Linked DNA regions of Sus scrofa: all the other regions are linked to region 2. Evidence: chromatin contacts called from public Hi-C data. All regions are on one chromosome and are shown on one strand. The core of a region is the stretch at or near the end of the contact, and the rest is flanking DNA. Distances in the headings are between cores, read along the strand shown. Region 1 has its middle 240 kb from the start of DSEL. Region 2 has its middle 390 kb from the start of DSEL. Region 3 has its middle 140 kb from the start of DSEL.

Region 1 (3,878 bases), core at 410-2,909, 150 kb before region 2:
TCAACACAGCTACAGTTGGAGCTCCCATTTGTGTCCAGCTTTCTACACAATTGTTAGAATCACATAAGGAGATCATGTAAACATCCAGAGCAGCAGAGTAGTACTGCACTCAAGTTATTCTATTTAACTTTCCTTACCAGCAAGGATTGCTTTTCTTAGGATGGCATTCAGCTACAGAGTTTACATTTTGGGGTCAGACATGTCTGGTTCCAAATTCTTTCCCTGCTATTTGGACTTAGACTTGTTATTTAATCTCTATAGAGACTGCCCTTCCTTATGCAATAATGTGTGAAATAACAATGGTAAGACTTTGTTCCACAGTGTCTTTTTCATGGAACAGTGATAAAGTTGGTAACATAGACAAAGCATTTAGCAGAGTGAGTATTGCTTTATAAGCCCTCGCAAATCATGGCTTCATCATCATTGGTATCAGTGTTTTTCAAACAAAAATACCGAAGTGTGGCAGTTCGCATGGTGTCTCAGTGGAAACGAATATGACTGGTATCCATGAGTACGCAGGTTCAATCCCTGGCCTTGCTCAGTGGGTTAAGGATTTGGCACTGCCGTGAGCTATGGTGTAGGTCCCAGACGCGGCTTGGATCCTGCATTGCTGTGGCTATGGTACAGGCCACCAGCTAGAGCTCCAATTTGACCCCTAGCCCGGGAACTTCCATATGCCACAGGTGTGGCCCTAAAAAAACAACAAACAAACAAACAAAAACAAACAAACAAAAATAAACCCCAAGTAATTCAAGAATTGGCATGTGAAAGTACCCACAAGCACATGTTTTCTTGTAAAGGAGACTCCTGAATTCATTTTGTAGCCAGTGAGATTGGCTATGGGGACATTCCAAGGCAGCAGGAAGGATTGGTTGTGCAGAACTTCCCAGCAAGTCTGACTCAAATGTTAGGGGGGCACCACAATGGGCTTTCAGTTGTGCTGAGATAGAGATCCTCAAGGCCCTGCCAGCTCAGCCTAACTCTGCAGCACAGTACTATTTGGGAAGAACAAATGGCTTGAAGTGAGAGGACAGCCCTAAGTCCCAGTTTGTGGACTTTTCTTATCACAGCCCTAGAAAACTAAGACAATGAAATGAAAGACTCAACCATAAAAAAGTGACAAAATTTTCATACAGGCTACAATATACAAGAACTGTGAAAGCATTATGCTAAGTGAAATAAGCCAGACACAAAAGGAAAAATACTGTATGATTCCACTTACATGAAAAATTTAGAACAGGGAAACAGAGAAAGAGCAAATGCGATAAAAATTACCATGGGCCATGGTGAGGAAAAATGAGTAAAGTGGTCTCAGGGTCTCTGTTTGGAGTGATGAAACATTTTGGAAATAATGATGATACTTGCAACTAATGTCACTGAATTCTACATTTAGCAATGGTTCCAATGCAAATTTTATGTTATGTACATTTCACTGCAAACATTCAAATATATGAAAAAAGAAGTACAGGGGGTTAGAAAGCTTCAGAGTTCATAGTCCAAATGAGGGAGTTTAAAAAGAGCTTGGAGTCTTTGGATTTAAGTACAAAAGGAGCCTTTCATTGAGTAGAAGAGCTGCTTTGGATTGTAACTGAAGGACTGGGCACAGACTGTTGACAGCAAGGGTGGAGGGTAAGAATCAGGGAGGGAGCAAGGTCAGCAAGGACAAACATTCCATTCTGAAAAGTCATAAAACTACTAAATCTTAATGTGGCAGTTTGTGTGAATGGAATATTCACTCGATATCTATTTATAACCTCTTGAGTTTCCTTTTTCAGTTCCCTTCATTATTCCCATATTTCATACCCCTACTTCTTAAAAATAATAAAACTAAATTTTAAAAAATGTAGTTGAGAAAGACTGACATAATCATAATACATTATGACCAAATGACAAATGTCAATAATTTTTTTTAATGCAATGTCAACCCATTTAAAGTTCCTATTAGCAATTTAATTTTTATATCAACCTCGAGGAGCAGACATTGTGCTGTCAGTTACAAGAAAGAAAAAAATTTGAGGCTGAGAATATGCAAATATGCAGACCAAAAAGAGGTGGAAATGGAACTAAGACCAAGTCTGTCAGACTCTGACATTCATGGTTATTTCATTGTATTCTGCTGTGGCATCCTGTTCAAGGAAAAGTACAATAATGGGAGGGAGGGCTAAATCTGTATTCAGAGTTTGTGGTAGGGTATAAGAATGGTTACCCTTCCCATTCCCTGGGGAATTGTTCTGCAGCTAAAATTTTCCATCGTTGCCTTTGAAAAGAACAATCACCTGATAATGATTAATTATGAAGATTATCAAAAGCCCCAAAGGGTATAAATCATTGTCTTTTGGGTAAAGCAAAAACAACACCAGTTTTTTTAAAGATGTTAATTAATTAATATTAAAATTAAGTAAAATAAAGACAACCATATACTTAAATTCTAGTAACGTAAAATAATTTCAATTGATGATGTCATGGAAAGACTGGAAAATCAGAAATTTCCACATTGAAGAGTAGAGTGGGGCCAACAGAATGGGAGAGGTGAGATAAAGAGGCATGAAGATCTGTGTTCAAATATCAGTTGTGAGGAAAAGAATGTATAAGTGTCATATGATTGGTTCTTGACATCTGAGTGACCCCCTTCCTTCCTTCCTCCTTTTCTTCCTTCTTTTCATCTTTCCTTCCTTCTTTTCTTGTTTTTTTCCTCTAATGCCAGAAAAGTACTAAAACTAAGTTGATCGTTCATAAATCACAAAATAAAACATGGAATGTTCTGCAAGCAGCATCTGGTATTCTGGTGTGGAGCTGTCAGGTGCCTTTTGAATATTCAGTCAGCAGGGTATCTGCAATTTAAATACCTTGTTATAGTTAATAAGAGTTGTCAAAGAACTGCATTAACATGCCTTAGGGATTAATTCTGGGCTTTACAGACTTCATGTGTGTGAATAAGACAGCCTGTAACATGAGCAGCACAATCTCAAAAGGCTATACTTACATCTTTTATGCAGTTATAGTTTGAACAATCAAATATTATATCTCAGGTTGTATTTTAATAGAACTAATTATTCAAATAACACTATTGAAGATGTTAAAAAGTTCATTCTGCACTCATTTCAACTAATAGTAATGTGTTCATATGTCTATGACAACCTTTTTAAAGGTAAAAACTAGTTTAGCATACAATCAACAATGGATCAAATACATCACTATTAGGTTAACTTAGAAAAAATTATGATTGCCTGGTATAATTAAGCTTTGCCTCTCATTGCTACTTTTGAGAAAAACTTTAGTTTAATTTTTACATCTTATGAAACTCTGCCCCTACTAACAACAACTGGGGATTTCTGAATATGAACATCTGAAATCAACCCTTAAAAGAGAGAAGACTAGGTGGAAAAGAGGTAACATACATACCTGGAAACTGTATTTTCTCCTCAGCACTTTTGGTAAGTCTTAAAGTAAGATAATCACATTGCTTTTCCAATATTACCTCTTTTGATATTTCTTTTTCTACTTTGTAGTCACTGAATGTAGGATTTCTTCTATAGTTAACACATATGTCTGTTTGAATGAAGTCATGACCATCCCTAGTTTAATAGATGACTAGTTCACCACATTCATCATCTGCCTGCATGCATGACTGTATTCTCTGCCTTGAGGAGAAATCAACATATCTTAAAAATGAAAACTATTGATATTATTATGTTTTCTTCACTTCTCTGTTTTGCATTCCATAGTTGCAACATTATTGCATATAAGTTTTGCTTCCATAAAGGCAAATAATTTTGATAAGCATAATTTTCACAGAACACAACATTCTATTTGCTTGAAAACTTATTAGTACTCCAAATGATTTTTTTACATTTTTATGTAGTTTATCATTGACTTCA
Region 2 (3,714 bases), core at 784-3,283:
TTCTCTTTTGAGAGCAATTCCTCAAGATGGCAATGGTATTATGCAGAAAGAGTACAGTTAAGAAATCAGGGCAGGGAAAGGAGTAGAGTAGACTTGGAACTGAATTCATAGTTCTGGAAGTGGGAAGGTTGATGGTAGAGGAGGGGCCAATTAACTTGTAAACAGAGGTAGTTAATGTAGATCTTGGGGAAATGTAGGCAACACCTGATAGAACTGAGATAGTGGAACACTGGAAAAATAAAGCTAAACTGGGTCCCATGCTGTACAGTAGAAAATTGACAGAACACTGTAAACCAGCTATAATGAAAAAATAAATAAATAAAAATCATTATATTAAAAAAAAAAGCTAATGTGCAAATCTCTCTCTGCAGTCAACTGGTTGTATGATTTTGCGGCTGTTACCTGTATTATGTGGTGTCAGACATATATTGCACCCACAGAATGGCTAGTAGAATAAGTAAAATGTAGGGAGGGGATAACAACTTGAATTATTTCAAAATTATTCAATAAATACCATATTTCTACAAATGATTTTCTTTTTATCCTTATTGCTGCTGCCCTCCTGATCCCCCTTCATTTCATCTGCCCACAATCACCCACCTTCATCTTAAAAGAATCAGAATAAAGTACCTAAGAATAGGTTTGCTTCAATAAGGCACAGCTGACTTTTAAGAGGTCCAAATGCTGATTTTCGAGGTTTCATAAAACACAGTTGATGTTTCAAGAACAACAAACCAGCAGCACTTTGGAGGGAAGGATCCAGAAGGAAACAAAACAGCAAAAATTTGTTCTCAGTGGGTCATGTACTGGATGTCTAATTGAATTAGGGGATATAGAACTGTAGATAAGCTGAGAGGAATGAGGGTCCCTGACACCATGCACGGACAAGGGCAGGCAGCTTGAGAGATGGCCACGAGGCTTTCAAGATTTTCAAGGTGGTACATCTGTAAGAATCCTTCATAGATGACATATGAATCTGTTATGTCAGTGCCCACCAGAGCTCCACCTAAACAGATGATTTTCACTTAAAGGAAAGCAAATACATTGCAGGATTTTGCTGCTTATGATTTTATTAACAGTGGAAATCCAGTTTTATAAAACTAATTTTTATAGAAAATATATTCTTCTTTGTGAATAGAAAAAAACATGTAGGTATGTGTGTGTGTGTGTGTGTGTGTGTGTGTGTGTGTGTGTGCCTTTCCTCAGGTTTGCTTCTGTCTCTAGTGAGACAGAAAAAAAAAAAAAAAAAGAAAAAAACAAAACCCAAACTCATCAGAACTAATAATCCTCTAGTGGACAGCCTTAAAGTGAGAAGGACACAGAATTCCACATGATAGCGCAATTATAGAAAGAAAAAAATGTTCCACATTTCTTTGCCAAGATTTCTGTTATATCAATTCTTCCTAAGCTGTCCTTTATTAGGGCAGGAGCATTTTTGTTTGGTCAGATTTAACAACATTCTCTTCAAGCACAGTCATTGTGACTTTGTACATTATGAAATGGAAGATAATTATAAAAGGAAGAGCAGGAAAGAACCAGAGGTATTCATCTGCTCTTATTTTCCTTAGCATGTCTAAAACAGGGCAAAACTAATAGTATTGCATTCTGCCTTTTGCCAAACTGAGAAGCAAAACCCAGTAGTTGCCTAACCAAGACTATTTCCTGATTTTAAAGAAAGCTGAAATTGTGCATGAAACCCTCCTGAGTTCTCTGGCAATGAACCTCACAGAATAATGAGAGAATATTGAATCAAGAAAACTATTACTAAGGGCAAAGCTATCCATATCTAATGAGGCCAAAATTGGGTGAAGAATGTGGAAAGAACTTGGGATAATTTGTCCCCCAAACATCCAAATCAATAGGGAAAAATTGAAAAACCTAAAGAAAGGATGAACTGGAGGTTATATACACTTCAGAGAGTTTTTAAAGAGCTTATACCTACTACTTTTCCCAATGATGTTTACTGAGACCAGTGTACGTAATAAAGCCTGTGGCTATTCATCTGTTTCCTCTCATATTCTTTGGCATTGCTGACCAAGAGGAAAAACTGGGAATGGGCTGTTGTGGATGGTCATGATCCTTGTTCTCTTGTGAATCACCTCAGTGACTGAGCAATTCCATTGGATTGCTGCTTATATTGTTCTTCCTTCTCCTTACTTTTATCAGAGCATTATGGGTTTTCCCTGAAGGGAGACACAGAATTAGAAGAATCAAGAAAGGCATTACAAGATAGGATAACCTTCTCTCCATTGAGACATAGCAATCACTTAAAGTCCTTCCTTCTTACTTTAAAAAGCAAAAAAAAAAAAAGATCATCCAAGTGGTATGTTGCAAATATAGGTCACAGAAATAACTGTGAAATACAAATAGGGATGGTTAACCAAACTAAGTCAGATACTTTATAACTAAGAGATAGTCTGGGTAATATATACCACTATTGTTCCGCTAATTGACTTTGATCAAAATCAAATCCAACAGTACAGCACAGAGTTGAATAACCTATTTTTTCCCCTTTTGCTGGTTATATGGTTAATGATAGAAGTTTCCTATGTTATTAAACACTGCCCCAGTCAGAAAATAAAAAATTCAATTTTGGATCACTAATACTTAAAAGATAAATATCAACTAATCCAATAACATATAGACATTGTTGTTTAATATTTGCAGTATAATCCATCGACCTCCAATTGCCTATAAGATCTCCGAGCACATTTTTAAATCATTTTTGCTTAACCTGTCTAGACAATTCATGTAATTGTTACTTCCACTAATTTGGATATTTTTTTTAAGCATGTAAGATTTTTCTGGGTTAGAAAGCAGAAAGTTGGGAATGATGATCATTGAATGGGGTTCGATAGAGAGCAGGAATAGGAGAAAGGATTGAGGATCAGTAATGCATTGGGGATATAAAGGAAAGTGTACCTTACAAAAGAGATGGTCAATTCTTAACAAACTCTGTGAAAGAAAAAAAGGAAATCCACTTTGAACCAAAAACATGCCATGCCTGTGACAAATAGACATAATTATTGGGCAACCTTTGGTCTCTCCTCAGATTTCACATTTTTTTAAATTGGCAGCATCCCAAGGATCCTAGAAAACACAGCCAGAGGCAAAGATAAATTGCTGATGCTTTATTCGAAAGATGAAAATCCAGGTCAATGAGAGTGAGGACAAAGAAAAATGAGGCAGAGGATGATGGAGGAAATGCAAGATGATTTGTTACCCAGTGCCCACTGCTTACAAGATGTGAACAAATGCCAAGATTCGGCTATTTGCCTCAAAGGATGTCTTTAGGCAGGCTCTACTGCCACAAACCTCTCCGAAGAGGCTACTTGAAGGAGAAAGGAGACAGAATTTATCTGCTGAGCTTCCTACCACCTTTTATTTCTCATTGGTCAAAGCTCACTCCACAGAGTTAACTCCTCTGTACTTGATTTGCACTGTTTAGCCTCTCCTATATTTCACCTAAGTACGGAAATGACATGAAGGGGCCAAACATGCCAGGAACAGCTGGTCTGTCCACCTATCTCTGCGGAAAACAAATGAGTTCTGGAAAATGCTGGACTGAACCTGGTATCTCTATTAGGGCAGAAAATGTCCTTAGTATGTGGAAATGATTTGGTGAAGGTTTTCTTTCATCAGTCAAGAGGACTGATGTAATTTTGTCACTTGATGGTAAGAACAGCAATAGTTTCATTATCTTACTTCAAGGCA
Region 3 (4,302 bases), core at 1,394-3,893, 250 kb before region 2:
CACACAGTGCGTGCACTCGCACGCACGCTCTCTCTCTCTCTCTCTCTCTCACACACACACACACACACACACAGTGTCCTCCAAGAAATCTCAGGATAGGAAAACATAGGCAAAATTTCACAAAAGAAACTTTGGAAATGTAATAACATCACAAGACTTGACAAAGGAAGCCAAGTTCAGCTATGGTTAATTAATTCATCTGTGAAGTTCATGTGGGCCAGACACTGCTTTCACAAGATTCTTCTTATGTCATATTTCTTCCCTAGAACAAGCTGATTCCTTATTAACTTATGACTAAATTTTAAAAAATGTCATGAAACCAAATGCTGATGAGGATTCAGAGAACTAGTGTCACTCATGCATTGCCAGTGAGAATGTAAAGTGGTAAAGCCACTCTGAAAACACATATGGAAGCTTCTTACAAAACTAAACAGATACTATCCACATAGCACAGCAAATACACACTTGCATATTTATTCCTGAAAAGTGGAACCATGTGTGCTCACAAGAAACTGACACAAAAATTCATAGCCCCAAATTAGAAACATCCCACATTTCCTTCCGTGTGATAATGGTTAACCAAACTGTTACATTCATACCATAGATCACTATTCTGCAATAAAAAGAATCAAACTAATGATACCTAGAACAACTAGACTAGATCTTAAAGAAATTATGCTGAATGATAAAAGCCAATCTCAAAAAGTTACTTACCGTCTGCTTCCTTTATATAGATAGGATTCTTAAAATGATAGAAGTGGAGAATGGATTAATTGTTGCCATGTATTAGGGAATCAAGGACAGAGAGGTGATTGTGTTACAAAAGGTGGCCTGAGGAAGTTTGTGACAAAATTGTTCTGCATTTTGACTGTGGTAGTGGTCTCATGAGTCTTTGCATGTAATAAAGTTGCATAGAACTAAATATACACACAAATAAGGGCAAGAAGATAGATCTAAATAACTTTGCTGAATTGTTTCACTGTGAATATCCAGTGTATGAAATTAATTAAAGTACATATATTTGTATGTTTATACATATACTTTAACTTCAATTTTTAATTTTAATCCCCACAAACAATAAACAACACAAAACTCTACATTCTGGCAATAGCAATTGTAAACTTCTAATACAGCCTTAAATGGTTGATACCTTTTCCAATGTAATGACTAGTAACACTTATTTACAGGCTTCTACAAAAGACTCTATTTTGGATCAAAAATGAATACAAGGCACTTTAGATTCTCCTCCTGTTATATAAAGAAAAGGCACTATTTTACAAGAGAAGCAAAGAAGAGAACAGGAAAAGAGTGGAGCAGTCGATTGAAAAATCCTGTCCCTTAAAATTAGCTCTCCTGCCATCACATACCAATTTTTCTAAACTCTGTTCTTATGCCAGAGACTGTTCATCTGAGGCAATAGACATATGGGTGACATTGTGGTCCCCAGGAGATTTATAATCTAGATGAGATAATGGTTATATGAACATAGTTTATTTGTGAATTACAATAGCTGAGGCCAGAGAAATGTGATAGAAGGACTTATAGAAAATATTCCTATGGCCTTTTGAGTTTGGGAGAATTTATGAAAGAGTTATACTTATTATTTTTACATTTAATATTTTAGCATTTTTCTCATATAATTGAGACTGGTAGTACATGAAGTGAGTATTCAACTCAAGATAGTAAAAGGGAGAAAAGAACATAATGGCCCAATGGAGGGAAAATAACATGGATAAAGCATAAATTGTTCAACTAAAATGTAGGCAATACAAGTAGAATTTAATAAGTCATTTGGAATCACTACTTTTGAAAAAAGTTTAATTGAACATATTGAAACCCATGACTACTGTGTTGATTAATGCTGCTGGGGAACTGTGCTGTATTTCATTTCTCAGATGCTGTGCTTTTCCATGGGTCATGCAGACCCCTCAGGCAACACGAAAGAGACACTTGATCATGGGCAGTCTTAAAATTCCCCATGTCCACATGTCCTCTTTCCTAAAATTGATACACTAGGAAGACTCTTGCTCTAATGCCAACCCTTCTCTTCCTTTCACTAACACTCTTCCCAATTTACCAAAGAGAAAGCATACCTCTCACAAATCATAAGTGTTGGTAGCACATAAAAACCTCCGGGAATCAGAACTAACTACTTAGAGTTCAGAAGTTGGTGTCAGAAGGGCCTTACTTAATAAAGGAATTACTTTTAGTGAAAATAGTCTTATGTATATATTTTTGTTAAAGGCAACTTGCAATGTTGAAAATTGCGTGTTCTAGCCCCTTTGAATAATGTTTTGAGTTTAGTCTTATTACAGAACTGGGTGAAGTGACTGATAACATTTTACTGAGTGATTCTGCTCCTTCCAACCCACATTCATTGTAAAGAGTCAGCATGGTGACTGCAAGGCAAGGACCAGAGAAACAGCTAAGCAGCATGACGCAGTTCAACTTAAACTTACAGCCAGGTGTCAGGATTCTCTTTCTAACTCAGAATTAGAACATTTGAGGATGATAAAGATGATGTTGAGAAATAGCAGTTTGTCAAGAAGTTTCCCTCTTGCAGCTCAGTAATGAGAAAGAGTTTGGAGAGTGTGTTCACTCAGCCCATGATTAATTCTGTGTTGCAACTGCACATTTTTTGTGACTTGAAGAAGAGGTGAAACATTAAACCTTATTTCCGATAAGACAGTGTTGCAATTTCATGTCTGAGTTGAATATGCACTAGTCATGTCTTTGTTTTATAGTTTCTAGGACATTTGTTCAGATGTGGGAAAGAACAATTTCCATTACTTTAAAAAATTATTGTAGAGACAAAATCCATATATAAATGTTCCATCTTGCCCAGAATATGAAATTCATTCTCCCAGGACCTCAAGCCAAAACACTGGGATCATCTTTGAGTTATTTCTTTTTCTCACAGTCCTTTTCCAAAGGTCTAGAAAAACTTATGGGCTCTATTTCGAAATATATCCACATTAATCACTTCTCACCACCTAGTCACATTGACTGCAGTCATAGCTAGCACCTTGATTCAAGTAAGAAATGATTTCATATCAATATTTTTTTCCTAATTTATCTCCTTCCTTCTGCTTTGCCTCCTTACAGACTAGTCTCAGCAGAGTGGCCAGAGCAATGCTTTTATAATACAACTCAGCTCCTGCTCTTCTATTTTAATCTTTTTAATAGAATCCCAAAATGTTTAGAGTCAAGTTCCTTAAAATAGTTTACAGGTATTTCATATTTTATAACTTCTACTTTAGAGAAAATACAAAAATTAGAAAAAAAAAAAGGATTGAACCCTCTTTCCTCTCCAATGTTGTCTCTTTCAACTCTCACCTTCTTCTCCCCATTCACCTGTAGAGTTTTCTGATGGCCCTCAAATGTGCCAGGAACATTGCTTCCTCAGGGAATTTGCCTGTGTCACTCCTGCTCCCTGATATTCCCACCTTCCACCCTTGCTTCTTACTGATCTGTGTCATTTGAGTAAAGCTAAGCTTTTATAACAAAGTGATCCTAAATCGAATATGCTGAACAAGGAGATCTTTACATCTCCCAATTCCAGGCACGTCATTGCTCCACATCACTGTCAAGGAGTCTATATCCTTTCCTGTTTAGTGTCTTTATTCCTTTGGGACACCATTGTCATCAGCATGGTGAACATGAAGAAAGAGAAAATCCAGGTCAAAAGGATTTACTTTTTAAAAAAGTATGGTGTATGGTGGATGATAATTTCTAGGTCCATCCATGCTGCTGCAAATGCTGTTATTTCTTTCATTTTAATGACCGAGTATATGTGTATATGTACTGCATCTTCTTTATCCACTCTTCTGTTGATGGACATTTAGGTTGTTTCCATGTCTTGGCTATTGTATAGTGTGCTGCAATGAACATTGCAGTACATGTGTCTTTTTGAGTCATGGTTTTCTCTGGATAGATGCCCAGGAGTGGCATTGCTGAATCAAATGGTAATTCTATTGTTAGTTTTCTGAGGAATCTCCATACTGTTTTCCACCATGGTTACACCAATTTACATTCCCACCAACTGTGTAATATGGTTCTTTTTTCTCCACACCCTCTTAGCATTTATTGTTTGTAGACTTTTTGATGATGGTCATTCTGGCCGGTGTCAGGTGGTACCTCATAGTGGTTTTGATTTGCATTTCTCTAATAATGAGTGATGTTGAACATCTTTTCATGTGTTTTTTGGCCATCTGTATGTTTTCTTTGGAGAACTGTCAGTTTAGATCTTCTGCCCATTTTTTGATGGGGTTGTTCATTTTTTTGGTATTGAGCTATAGGAAG

The links. A called contact is a pair of places that touch in the nucleus more often than the background predicts.
Region 1: a contact with region 2 is called in a Hi-C map of embryonic fibroblasts, with 2.3 times the contacts expected there. The contact joins two enhancer-like sites. A contact is called at or near these places in 2 of 47 Hi-C or Micro-C datasets (embryonic fibroblasts and mesenchymal stem cells).
Region 3: a contact with region 2 is called in a Hi-C map of embryonic fibroblasts, with 1.6 times the contacts expected there. The contact joins two enhancer-like sites. A contact is called at or near these places in 3 of 47 Hi-C or Micro-C datasets (adipocytes, embryonic fibroblasts and fibroblasts).

What each region holds. Positions count from the first base shown.
Region 1 is chr1:154,681,917-154,685,794 of Sscrofa11.1, reverse strand. No RefSeq gene overlaps it. Among named protein-coding and RNA genes, the nearest start is that of DSEL, 240 kb to the left of the region's middle. Within about 2 kb of position 1,659, at least 2 of the 83 cell types and tissues checked have an H3K27ac peak or open chromatin away from gene starts, as enhancers often do. A contact at or near this core is called in embryonic fibroblasts, where this site is marked.
Region 2 is chr1:154,531,365-154,535,078 of Sscrofa11.1, reverse strand. No RefSeq gene overlaps it. Among named protein-coding and RNA genes, the nearest start is that of DSEL, 390 kb to the left of the region's middle. Within about 2 kb of position 2,033, at least 3 of the 83 cell types and tissues checked have an H3K27ac peak or open chromatin away from gene starts, as enhancers often do. A contact at or near this core is called in embryonic fibroblasts, where this site is marked.
Region 3 is chr1:154,781,027-154,785,328 of Sscrofa11.1, reverse strand. No RefSeq gene overlaps it. Among named protein-coding and RNA genes, the nearest start is that of DSEL, 140 kb to the left of the region's middle. Within about 2 kb of position 2,643, at least 3 of the 83 cell types and tissues checked have an H3K27ac peak or open chromatin away from gene starts, as enhancers often do. A contact at or near this core is called in embryonic fibroblasts, where this site is marked.